2 separate regions of the Danio rerio genome follow, and region 2 is linked to region 1. A link is a contact called in public HiCAR-type data. All regions are on one chromosome and are shown on one strand. Each heading gives the region's core, a stretch centred on a gene start, on an enhancer-like site or on the middle of the called end of the contact. The rest is flanking DNA. Distances are from core to core; before and after follow the strand shown.

Evidence for each region. HiCAR-type assays count read pairs that join an accessible place to other places.
Region 2: a contact with region 1 is called in a HiCAR-type map of caudal fin, with 8 times the contacts expected there. The contact joins the enhancer-like site here to the promoter of pias1a in region 1. A contact is called at or near these places in 9 of 18 Hi-C or Micro-C datasets (caudal fin, embryo, fibroblasts and 2 more) and 2 of 4 datasets of contacts at active chromatin or transcription factors (caudal fin and embryo).

What each region holds. Positions count from the first base shown.
Region 1 is chr7:34,009,734-34,016,128 of GRCz12tu, reverse strand. pias1a (protein inhibitor of activated STAT, 1a) reads left to right here and starts at 3,053. Exons shown (of 15, transcript XR_012383356.1): 1 at 3,053-3,615. LOC141375390 (a long non-coding RNA gene) reads right to left here and starts at 3,050. Exons shown (of 3, transcript XR_012383360.1): 1 at 2,918-3,050.
Region 2 is chr7:34,141,610-34,148,004 of GRCz12tu, reverse strand. It overlaps a transcript of map2k5 not described here. Among named protein-coding and RNA genes, the nearest start is that of map2k5, 15 kb to the right of the region's middle. Within about 2 kb of position 3,129, at least 7 of the 62 cell types and tissues checked have an H3K27ac peak or open chromatin away from gene starts, as enhancers often do.

The sequences.
Region 1 (6,395 bases), core at 1,804-4,303:
AATGAATAGTGTTAATTTATATTCGATTATTGAATTTCTGTACCTCAATACTGAAAACCATAAAGGGATGTTTATTTAATTTTCATAAATCTATTCTGCTTTCATCTGTGCTTTAATTTTTAATTTTTTTATTTTGTATATTTTATAGAGATGCACTCCCCTACAAAGTCTTCCCAATCAATGTAAAATCATTGAGTGAAATTAGGGGAGAGCAGGGTAAAGTGAGACACTTTTTACATTTGCTCCCCTGAAAGCGAGCTAAAATGATTTATCAGTCAAGTTTACACATTTCTCATTAATTCAGAATGTTTTCTAGCAATGGAATTTATCAGACTGTATTTAGGATAATCGAAAGTGAAAATATGATTGTTTTAAAACAAAGTTTTCTTGTGTCTCAATTTACCCCAGCTTCGAACCAGCCAGGGGTAAACTCACAACATATATTGCAGAAAAAACTTATATCGCAATGTGAGTTTTTCACAATATCGTGCAGTCCTATAGTGTGCAAAACAATTTCATATTCTAAATATATTATTTCCACTGTAAAGTATCTTTAGTAAATAAAAAGGTTCAATGTATATTATAGATTCTTCATGGAACCATTGATGTCAATAAAGAACCTTTATTTAAGAGTGTAGCAAATAAACGTTTTGCAAAACTAGAAAAACATGCTCAGTATCAAAGTAATCAAAATGTAAGGAATGCTTTAGTTGTCATAGCTTATTTTAATGATTGTTTTGTTTTATTTGTATTCATTTAAGAAAAAAGTAGACAAATGCACTTTTCAATAAATGAAGTCAATTTAGACTTCATTTAATCATATATTTGGTAACACTGTACAATAAGGTTGCATTAGTTGATGTTAGTTAATGTATTGCTAGAATGCTAACATGAGCAAACAATGATCAATACATTTATTACAGTATTTAATCATCTTCATTACCAATAATGGAAATAATGTTGTTTATAAATAGTTTAACTCATAGTGTACTCATAGTGTGAGTTTAGATGCATCTGTAAATGTGTAAATAGTAGACTAATGTATGCTTTATAAACGATATACAAGCATTGTTCATTATTAATTCATGTCAGTAAATAAATACACTACTGTTTGGGGTCAGTAGGATTTTTAAATGTTTTAAAATAAGCTTCTTCTGCTTACCAAGTCTGCATTAATTTCATCAAAATTACAGTACAAATGGTAAAATAGTAAAATGTTATTGCTCTATAAAATTATTTTTCAAAAGTAGTTTATCATTTAATTTTATCTTTTATTCCAGTGATTTTAAAGATTAATTTTCAGGTTCATTACTCCAGTATTCAGTCACATCATCCTTAAGAAATCACTCTAATATTAATTATTATTATTGTTTATTATTGTTATTGTTTATTATTATTATTATTATTATTATTATTATTATTATTATTATTATTATTATTATCATCATCATTAATGTAATAGTATTAAAAGCAATAATGACTGGAGTAATAATTTCATTTGAAACTAAATGCAGTAATTAATAAATAAATATTTAATAAATAAGGATTTAACATGTTTAACATTTTTTTTAATTTAATAAATGCTGCCTTGATGAATAATTTAAATTTTTAAAAAACTGACCCAAAACCTTTGACCGGTAGTGTACATCAACTAATATTAACAGGTCCGTAGTCAGGTGGGTTTGGGTGGTTTGAAGGACCGACTGTTATGCCTTCATAATTATGGAAATAACCCACCGAAAAAGGCTTTAAGACCTAAAGTAAGACCTGCAAAGTAAAGTAAGCTTAATTGTATTGTTGTTAAATAGAGAAAACATTTTACAAGTACCTTTTATTCTAAATCTTGGACCTTATACTTAAAAGAAAAAATTACCAATAAAATGTTGTGAAGCACCAAAGGCAGCCCATATTTAAGTTATCATACTAATTAGGCTATTGTTGTTTTCCATAAATTATCAAATGCACTTTTTACAAGAGTGGCTATAAAAATCTTGAAGCTCTACCTTATTATCATTATTATTAACTTTTTATTGTTCAAATACCCAACTAAATTCTGACTGGGGACAGTTGATTATGTTGGCCAGTTTGTTATTTGCCTAATAAATGACAATAGACCAGTTTAATTTAAAACTTTATAGATTACAATTTTTTACCCGTTTGTAAAATATGATCTAATGAAGTTGTACTTTAAATATAAGTAGCCTATTTTTCATATATATATTTTTATTTTAAATCTTTAGAATTTAGTACATCAAAAAGTGTGACTATCTGACAAACTAATCTAGCAAGCAATAGTGCTTGAAATGTCATTAATATGCAGTATTTCAACTTATAATTAAATAGACAATGAGTCGAAAAACTGCAAAAAGATTGGAACCACCCCTTTTACCAGGCTGGCTACAGGCCTGATTAACTAACGAAACCTTAATGTCAAGTCTGACCAAATATTCTAATCTAAAGGTTTTACAGAGGGACGTGAATACATTCATATTCATGTTGATTTGGTGATTTTGTTCTACAAAAATTGTAAAATGCTCTGTTTGAACACTTTCTTGTTTGAAAGAAATTCTCACTGTAGCCTATACTCTTTACTCTGTTTTACAATTAGAAACAAGAATTTTAATCTAACTTAATCCAATGTTCAGATTTCTGAACTGTATGCAAATCAGCGCATTTCAAACTATTTAAGCGGCATTTGCATATTTAAACAAAATGAAATGTTATTTACATAATCAATTCCCTGTCCAAATATCAATGTTATTTTGCCACTGTGAGTCAACATTACCGCAAAACTAAATGAAAAGCACTTAATGGTAATTTAACGCATAATTATGCTGTTCTCCTTCTTCCGAATACACGTTTCAATACTATTTATAATATGGTACCCCTAGACTCTAGATGGGAATAAAAACAATACCTTTCCTCAACATAGTTTTCCTGTCACAAAGGTAGAGCGGGATTTTTGGACACCCCAGTTTGAGAAACGTGTGAACGGTTACGCCGGGCAACGAGCCGCGCGTGCACCCACGTGACCCGGCAACGTCACGCCTGCGCTAGCAGTCACAAGATGGCGGAGAGTGCGGAACTAAAGGTAAAACGCTGCGCTCAATTTCCAGTCGGATAGTGTGCAGGGAGATCTTATTGTACCGTTAGAAGTACGCGTACTACTTACCTGCTGCATTAACAGGCCGTTATGATGCATCAAACCTCTGTTCTCGTGGCTAAAGTTGCATGAGAAATGATTTTGCAGGGCAGCTCTTGTAGAAAGCTTTCAGCGTGTTATTGTTGATGTAGAGGGAGCTGTCTGTCCACCGCTCTCCTCAGGGGAATTACTAACTTTAACTCTTTTCTCCCTAATTAATCGGCTGAAGAGTATTAACTGAAAAATCAGTCTGTGACTCGGTCTCTTTCAGCGCCTGCTGTTATTTGACATTATATGAGGGTTTGCTGTGAATGTGGGATGTAGTCGCTGGTACTTGTGGATTTTCTAGAAAGCGCCATCGCTTCGCGTGCAGGGCGCGAGCGCTGTTGACGTGCTGTCAATCAAAGCAGGAGAAGTGCACGAGCACCGTCACTCAGATTTCAGCAGCGAAATAACTAATGAGGATTACTACGGTAAATCTCTCAACTTATTCAGATGGCATTGCTTGATGCTGAGTGAACATTTAAGTTCAGCGTTCTTGTGCTTCATTGGCAGTAGAGGCAGAGGACGCAACAGCTTCTCTTTCTTTTCTAAAACAACGATTTCATATGATTATTAGTTTTCATTATTGTTAGTAAGTGTTAGTGCATCTAAAATGCATACGGTATGCTGAAAAAGTATAAGATGTTAGCAGAAATACACCATTCGCTTAAATCTGTGGGATGTGAAAGGGAATGTTTATTGAAGCTGTCATATTAGTTTAAAATCTCTTGTGTTACACAGAACTTACAGAATCATTTGGAAATTAATTTTATGTGAACAAACCATTTAAGTTTAATGTAGTTTGCTAATGACAGGTGTTGCATGGCTGTGATGTTCTTGAACCTCAGTGTGAGGTCTTAAAGGAATTGTTCACTCAGATTTTAAAGTGCTCATTTTTTTACTTGCCCTCAAGTGCTTCCAAGCTTTTATGACTTTTTTTTCTTGTTCTGTTAAACAAAAAAAATGGTATTTTGGATGTTGGAAACTAGTAGACTTTGACTTCCATAGTAGGATAGAAAATACTTTGGAAGTCAAAGGTTACACTTTTCCAACGTTCTTCACAATGTATGTATGTATGTCTGTGTCTGTGTGTGTGTGTGTGTGTGTGTGTGTGTGTGTGTGTGTGTGTCTGTAATCAGCAGAAGAAAAAAGTAAAGGATGACAGAAATGTCATTTTTGGGTGAATTATCCTTTTAATTATATGTGAATGGGAAAATTAGTCTACAAGATGCATGTTTAAGCAGCATTGCTGTTTCAGTTGTGTCTATGGAAACTAAATTTGTATTATATAGTGTTGACCGGCACACCAGAAGAATTTCACACAGTTTTCACTGTCTGCTCTTTTGCTTGTATGCGTGCTGCTCTCTTTTATTCATTCTTATTCATGGCTTTGTCTAGTCTATAATAGAAATCTAGAAAAAGAAAAAAAAATCCTCTGGTGCTTTTTTTGCACTTATTAATTTCTTGCATGCTGACCTACAGTTTGTCCTTGGGCTTTAACAGGTCTACCTCTTCATACCAGTTTAGAGAGGAATTTCAAAGCCATAATTAGATTTGGTTTGCTTCTAACCTGATATTTTGCAGCACCTCTTTTCACTTTGCTTGTAGAAGCATTTAATAGCTACTTAAAAGCAGTAATCAGCAACTGTACAAAATGTTATTTTGGGTTAGAAAAATAGTCAGACTGGCAGGAGGTATTAGTAGGTGGATGAGAGAGGTAGACTTGCACATTCGTTGCTCACTGGACTGATATGCATCTGTTGAATGACTCTGAGGCTTTGTGATGCAAACTAAACTCTTATCTTTAGACTGCATTCTAGGTTTATAACTGTATGTGTGTATCTGTGTGTATCACAATTGTAAAGTCAGTTTGAAATAGTAATTTCTTTTTTTGGAGGCAGTGTCTGGATTTGGAGGCATTTTCAAAATATTCAGACTATGTTTGTGATAAACCTAATGGACACCTACTCATAAAGGTTTTGTTCCCCCTATAGAATCTATATATGAGCTGCATGAGTCGTTGTTAAATTATACAGTAATACAGTGGTCCAAATGTCTGTTATATCTGTGGACCACTACAGACCTATTTTTAATACTATAGGAAACATGATATCACAGAACACAATTTATAGTGTTGAATCAATAATTGATATGTTGAATCTTTAAATATCTTTAGAGTAAATATAAATCATATCAGTATTGCCCTATCCTGCATTGTGACATGCTCAAGATTAAATATTGTGCTTATTTTTTTCAGTTTTCATTGCTCTTTTTAAATTTGCACACTTTTTTAGCAAGTAAATATTTTGAATATGTGTTCCATAACTTCTAAAAAAAAGTGTAGTCTTTATTTAATGAATGTGTTGTATGATAGTCTTTTTTTTGCATTACATTTTTTTTGTTGTTTTAATAATTTGATCATGTTGCTTTATTGTCGCAGTAGCCTATTGGGATAGTAAAGTTTCCAATATGCATGCACTACTAAATCATATGGTAGCTTTTTGCCTGCCTTTTTGAGAAGAGTGGGTCAGGCAGACTACTGTTTTCAGCTACTATATTTTCCATATTATTTTCTTTATTATAAATTTCCAGGAGTGACAGAATTTCTGGAATATCATGGAATGAGGGGGTTCCAGACATTAAAAATCACAGAATTATAATTTTTTACTTATTTTGTTTGTCCTTGTCGTGGAATATCAGGGACCGGTTGTCATTTGAAATTGTAGTTTCCTTTTATCCAAATGTATTTTTACCACATTTTAAACCCTGCTGTTATGGTTAGGGCATTTTTAGCTCCATTAAATTCCTTTTATCCACAGTCATTCACTTAAGTCAGATGTAGTTACCGGACTGTACCTGTCATTTAAGGCTGTTAATGACAGGATAATATAAATTTGAAGAGCTTTGGCTTTAAAATGACCACTTCAAAGACTGGGTGTTAAAAAGTAGAGACAACTTAAATTTAAACGTAAAGTCTGTAAAACTACTATTGAGTTATCAAATGTAGAAGAGAGAGCACTTCGCAGCCACACAAACATTGATTATTGTATGAGAACAAAAATGGATAATTTACTTCAGATTTTAAAATAATATGTATAGAAATAAAATATCCATTGATCTCATGGGGATTATTAAAGCAATCCAAAAGGATAATCGAGCAAAAATCATTTTAATATTGTTATTTATTGTTATTTATTGTTGTATTATTATT
Region 2 (6,395 bases), core at 1,880-4,379, 130 kb before region 1:
CTACTCTTTATCGAAAGACATCCTGGGACTTTTAATGACCACAGAGAGTAAGAGCCTTGATTTAACGTCTCTTCCGAAAGACGGCGCTCACTGAGCAGTATAGAATCTCCATCAATATACTGGGGCATTAGGACCCATACAGACCACAGGTTGAGCGCCCCCTGCTGGTCTGACTAACACCACTTCCAGCAGCAACCTAGCTTTCCCGTGTGGTCTACCATCCAGGTACTGACCGGGCGCAGCCTTGCTCAGCTTTAGTGGGCAACCACGAGAGAGTTGCAGAGAGCTAGCTGCCAGAGTAAGACTGGTGTAATGGCATTACATTTATTACAGTACAAATGAAATTGTATTGCAATGGATAACCTTTATTTTAAATTGCAGCAATATTTAATAGTTTTATTTTTTTATTTTTTTATAGTTTTTATTTTTTATTATTTATAATAGTTTAATTTATTATTTATTTTTATCAAACAATAAGCATAAGAGTTTTCTTCTTAATATAAAACTTACCCAGTGCAATGTTTGTTTAAAATTCATAAACTTCAAAATAACTTCTACACAATTTCTTCAAAAGCAATGTAAATAACATCTTAATCAACAACATTCTCAGTCGAGGGTGTGCGAGCTTTAAAAAAAATACATGGCTCTACTCATCAAGCAATTTGCTGTTCAGAATATATCGATGTTTGTAGTGAGAGCGGGTTAACAGTGAGGGCAGCAGCGTTTCAAAGCAGAAGATCATTATCGCCTGACTCCAGTTATTGAATTGTGAATAAATGCTGCGTGCCTGGAGTCTGCAGGTGCGGCCACCCTCAATTACTAACCTGAGGGACCTCCTGCAGAAATCTTAACGCAGCAATTAACAACATAATTAAGTGCTAAAGTCATTGTGCCGTTCGCCCACAGCAGAAACAAGAGTGCCATTGACCAGATGAAGGAGGTCTGGCCTCTGATTGATCGCTTGCACAGGCATTTATCACCCTCTCCAGGATGGAGAGAGTTTGTCTGTGTTTATAGGCGAGAGATGAGGTGCTTAGTCTTAGTAAAGTGTCAGAGGCCTTGTTTTTCACATCATTAGACAATGGTGCGTTAATGAGCTGTCACGTCCAACTTTAAATGCTCCCGATGCATATATACTTGCGTAGATCCACAGATGCAAAACAAATGGCTCTGCTAAGCTGGCTCTGTTTCTTTTTCCCTGTTCAGATTGGCTGTCATTACGCAGAAATCCGTCCTTATTGAATGTCTGCTCATCTGATCGAGCAGATGGAGGAGGTTAAGCACTTTTCATTGGCTGCTCCAGGAATCTAATGACTGCAGGCGTGTTTTTTCGCCAACACCAGAATATCTTCATCCAAAAGCTCAATATTCTTTATTGAGGCGCTTGTTGTCAAGTTGATTGATTTTGTAGGATTGCACGTCTGTTGCGTTTTGTGTACCATGTGATTCAACTGTTTATTATTAAAAGTTTTTATATATTTTATTGATGGTTTTGTTTATATAATTTAGAGTGTGGACGTATGTTATGTAATATGTATAAATGTATATATATATGTATGTGTGTGTGTGTGTGTGTGTGTGTGTGTGTGTGTGTGTGTGTGTGTGTGTGTGTGTGTGTGTGTGTGTGTGTGTGTGTGTGTGTGTGTGTGTGTGTGTGATTTAAAGTGTACTTCCTTTCTGTCGTTCTACATTAATTCATTGTTATATATACAGTAGTATATATACAGTAGTATTCACAAAGTGAATTAGAATGTTTTTCAAAATTGTCCTAGGACAAGAATTGGTGTTGTTCAATAGATTTTGGAAAACTTTGATAAAAGCTGATGATTAACTACAAATGTTGACTACTGTATGTCAAAAACACATACAGTATGTCCCATGTCAGAAACTTATGTTCACATACCCGTAAATTCTAGAAACATACAGTATATGTCCCATATATGCCAAAAACATATATGTAAAACACATATATAAAAGGGGCTAATAATTATAAGGGGCTTTTATAATATATAATATTATATATTATATAATTATAATATATAATATTATATATTATAATTTATAATATAATAATATTATAATATATAATATTATAAGGGGCTTTTATTATTGCTGAAATAAAACAATAAGTCTTTCTCCAGAAAAAAAAAAAAAAAACGTTATCAGACATACAGTGAAAATTTTCTTGCTCTGTTAAACATCATTTCGGAAATATTTAAAAAAGAAGAAAAAAAATCAAAGGGGGGCTAATAATTCTGACTTTCATTTATTTATTTTTTTATTTTTATCTGCTCAGATGAAAAATAACATTTAATATAAAATCTGTAGTATTGCAAAATTTTTTAATGTATATTTTAAACATACTCTTCATTTTAACCATATAGTTCACAGATTGATGAAGGCTGAATTGAACAAAATGATTTAAAACACTTATATTGTAATTGTTTATTTAGTATTTTATATTAGTATTTTGTTTTGTGTGTGTAATATATAATATTTATATAAAATAAATAAGGAATTCAATGTTTTATTACAATATATATGTTAATTTTTGTTTTATTTTTGTTATTTAAACATTTTAAATTAAAATAAAAGTTTTGAAATAATATTTAACTTTTTTTTTTCAAGGTTTTTCCATTTCCTTAATATTTGTCATATAACATGTTATTGATTGTCACAGAATCACAGAAGCCTTTGTCATTAACTAATAGTAATTTGAATTGATTCAGTTTCAGTTATCACCAAAATAAGAATTATCAGACAAATAAGGATTTAGCACATTCCTTCTGAATAAAACACCTAAAACAGATTAGCCACGATGTGATCTGAACTCAAGATCATGGGACCTCAGAACATGATAACACTGTGATAGATTTCTCATTTATATAGCTTCTGCTTCCCGGCCATCCCGCGGGATCTGTGAAATTGAGAAGCAAACACGAGGAAGGCTGGAACACACTGTGATGGAGCATCAAATAAACTGCCAACTCTCATTGTGTCAATAAACTAATTTCTCTTTTAGGGTTTGACCCCTGACCTCCAGCGGCCGGACCATCCCGGACTGTGACAGGATGGAAATCTCTCGGGAAGCAGACGGCAGAATGACAAACAGACAGGGTGAGCTTTCTCAAGGATGTGTCCGCACTATATCTCAACACATAAACTTCCTTCCTGTATCCTCGTGTGCTGCATGTTTTACAGATGGATCTAATGAGGCTTCTCCGTTTCCTTCCACACACTCGCATGGAACGAGGTCTGTTTGCCAAGAAGCTGCTGCCTGTTTATACACAACTATGGCCTCTTACACCTGGTGTTAGAGTCACCCCGAAATCAAACTAAAAACATTTTGAGGCGTTAGTATGAACAAGTTAGTCTTAAAGGGATAGTACATACAAAATGAAATTGATCTCATTCTTTACTCTCCCTCATGTGGTTTTATTAGTTTTAATCTTCTGTTGAAAACAAAAGAAGATACTTTGATGAATGCTGGTTGTTGGCACTCATTGACTTCCATAGTAGGAAAGAAATACAATGTAAGTCAGTGGGTGCTAGCTATCAGTATTTTTCAAAATAGTTTTCGAATTTTTTTCATCTTTATTTTTATAGCACTTTTACAATGTAGATTTTGTCAAAATAGATTGACAGAAGTTCTAGTAAATCGAAACAGTGTCAGTTCAGTTTTCAGAGTTGAAGTTCAGTTCAGTTCAGTGTGGGTTAATTTTCACTGCTGAAAGTTCAAACACTGAAGTGCAGCTCCACAAGTCTCAAACCAAGCAAGCCAGTGGCAACAGTGGTGAGAAGCAAACTTCACTATTTGACGAAAGTGAAGGAAAAAACATTTAGAGAAACCAGGCTCTGTTGTTCAACAAAAGAAAGAAACTCAAACAGGTTTTAAACAAGTGAAGGATAGTAAATGATGCAAAAAAAGAAATTGGGGTCTCTTTGCTATCCCTTTAAAATGATCTGTAAGCTAGTGGGCTTTTACCAGTAACATAGTTCATATTTAGAAGTTGTAAGCATTCAAAACTTAACAGTTTTCAATTTCACCAATATAAATCAATAATTTTTATGACATCACCGAACATGCAGCTTCTGATCGGATCTTCTAACCCATAAAAATCTCTGAAGTATATGAAAGCATAACGTCCACATGAGGGTGTGTGTGCAAATCACTTGCATTTATATATATATATAAGATGATAATAACCGCTTGCTGACATGGTATTAATCTTAAAAGTCTTAAAAAACGAGGAGGATGCCCAAAAAGCAGGTACTCTGGGACATCCAGATACGCTAAATGTTCCATTTAATCAGAGAATATGTTGTTTCTAGACAGTATATGGCTGCAGCCGGAAATTATTTATATTATTTATTAAATTACCCATTAATTGTATTTTATTAACATCTACCCAAATTCCAACCCCAATCACAAACCCTCACCATAATGTAAAAACACTAATTGTAATGAGAATTATTTATAGTTTATTAAATTTCCCATTTAATATATTTTATTAACATCTACCCTAAACCCAACCATCAATGTAATGTAACAGTAATTATAATGAAAAATATTTATGTTATTTATTAAATTACCTATTAAATTGTATTTTATCAACATCTACCACTACCTTAAACCCAACCCTGAAAATTATGTAAAAAACATTAATTATTGTTGTCCAGTGACACAAAAAATATGCTATATTGATGTATCCACAGACTTTACCCAGAGAAATGGTTCGACGGGCTTAGCATTACTGTTATAGACTGTGGTTGTCGTTGGTCTTTTAAAAGTGGATAAAAACCTTGTGTTCAGATTGACCGAAATGCATCTTAGCACTAGTTGTGTGAACAAGGCTTTAGTGGATATTTTAAGATCCTGTTTGGTTGTGTGGCTATTTTGTTGCGAGTCAGTTCTACCACCAGAGGGCGCCGTTATATGGACAGAATGGAAAGGCGCTCCATCATGATCTTTGATTTCTCTTTGACTCTAATTACTTCATGAAGCTTTAGATTTAGTTTCTTTAGTTGAAAAATGACCGAACACCTATAGAGAACCTTCAAAAGCTGAGTGCCATTCATCAAATGTGCCGTCTTTGACCTGCAGACCCTTGCAAGATTGAAGCGTGTGGCCGGTCTCCGTCACAGTCAAGGGTCATGAGACACGACAGTCAAACATTTCCTGTGTCATTGAGGGGTTTTATAATGTGAACTTTTACCCTGTAATTACACAAGGGCTAAAGCTAGCGCTGCATTCACAAAGAAGACTCTCTAAATAGTAATACACTGATTAAAATTATTCTGTGATGTTGAATATATTACTATAAAATATTCTTATGTACACCGAAAAAACATTATGTCTGCAAAATTTTTGCAAACAGTTTCTATGTGTTGATTTTAAAACAAACAAGTGCAATTTAGTAATGTTAAACTTAATTAGTTTGTTTAAATTCAGCCCTAATGAATTGTTTACAACCACTTCATAAATCCAAGGAATTGTTTTTGAATACATTTTTTTCAGTGTATATAGAATTATTTAATTATTTTACATCAGTACTCAGTTAAAGCTGACCTTTTACGTAGAATTGTCTGCAGAGATCTTTTAAGAAAATTTTAAAGCTATAAATGAAATAAAACTTTCTAAACTTAAAAATGATGGTGTAGTCATTATGAAAATATCTTTTTGTATTTACATTGTTTTATTATAACGTGTGTTGTTAAATGTTGGAACTTGCTTTTTTTTATGACATCTGTAGTCTCTGCTCAAAATAAATTCACTTTTAGATGCCACACTCCCTAAAATGATCATTATTTTTTGAAGAGCCCCATAGCTAAAATGGAAAAAGCTGAAAATGTAAAACGTTTCTGTGAAATGACAATTTTATTCCTATAGTGCTGTGTTTATTCCTTTAAGACGTTTATTTATTTATTTTAATTAAAATTGTATTTACTCTCAACCTAATTGCTATTTGTGTATTTTAATTAGTTCTTTTTGATGTTGCTATTTATTTCAATTTATTTCAGAATAGAGTTTTGTAATTTTTGTTATTATTGGATCTTGTTAGGGCGGCATGGTGGCTCGGTGGTTAGCAATGTTGCCTCACAGCCAGAGGGTCGCTGGTTCAAGCTCTGGCTGGGTCAGTTGGCATTTCTGTGTGGAGTTTGCATGTTCTCCCCATGTTGGCATGGGTTTCCACCGGGTGCTTCAGTTTCCCCCACAGTCCAAAGACATGGGAATAAGTGAATTGGATAAACAAAATTTGCTGTAGTGTATGAGTGTGTGGGTGTTTCCCAGTACTGGGTTATAGCTAGAAGTTTATCCGCTGAGTAAAACATATGACGGAATAGTTGGCGGTACATTCCACTGTGGCAACCCCTGATAAATAAGGGACTAATCC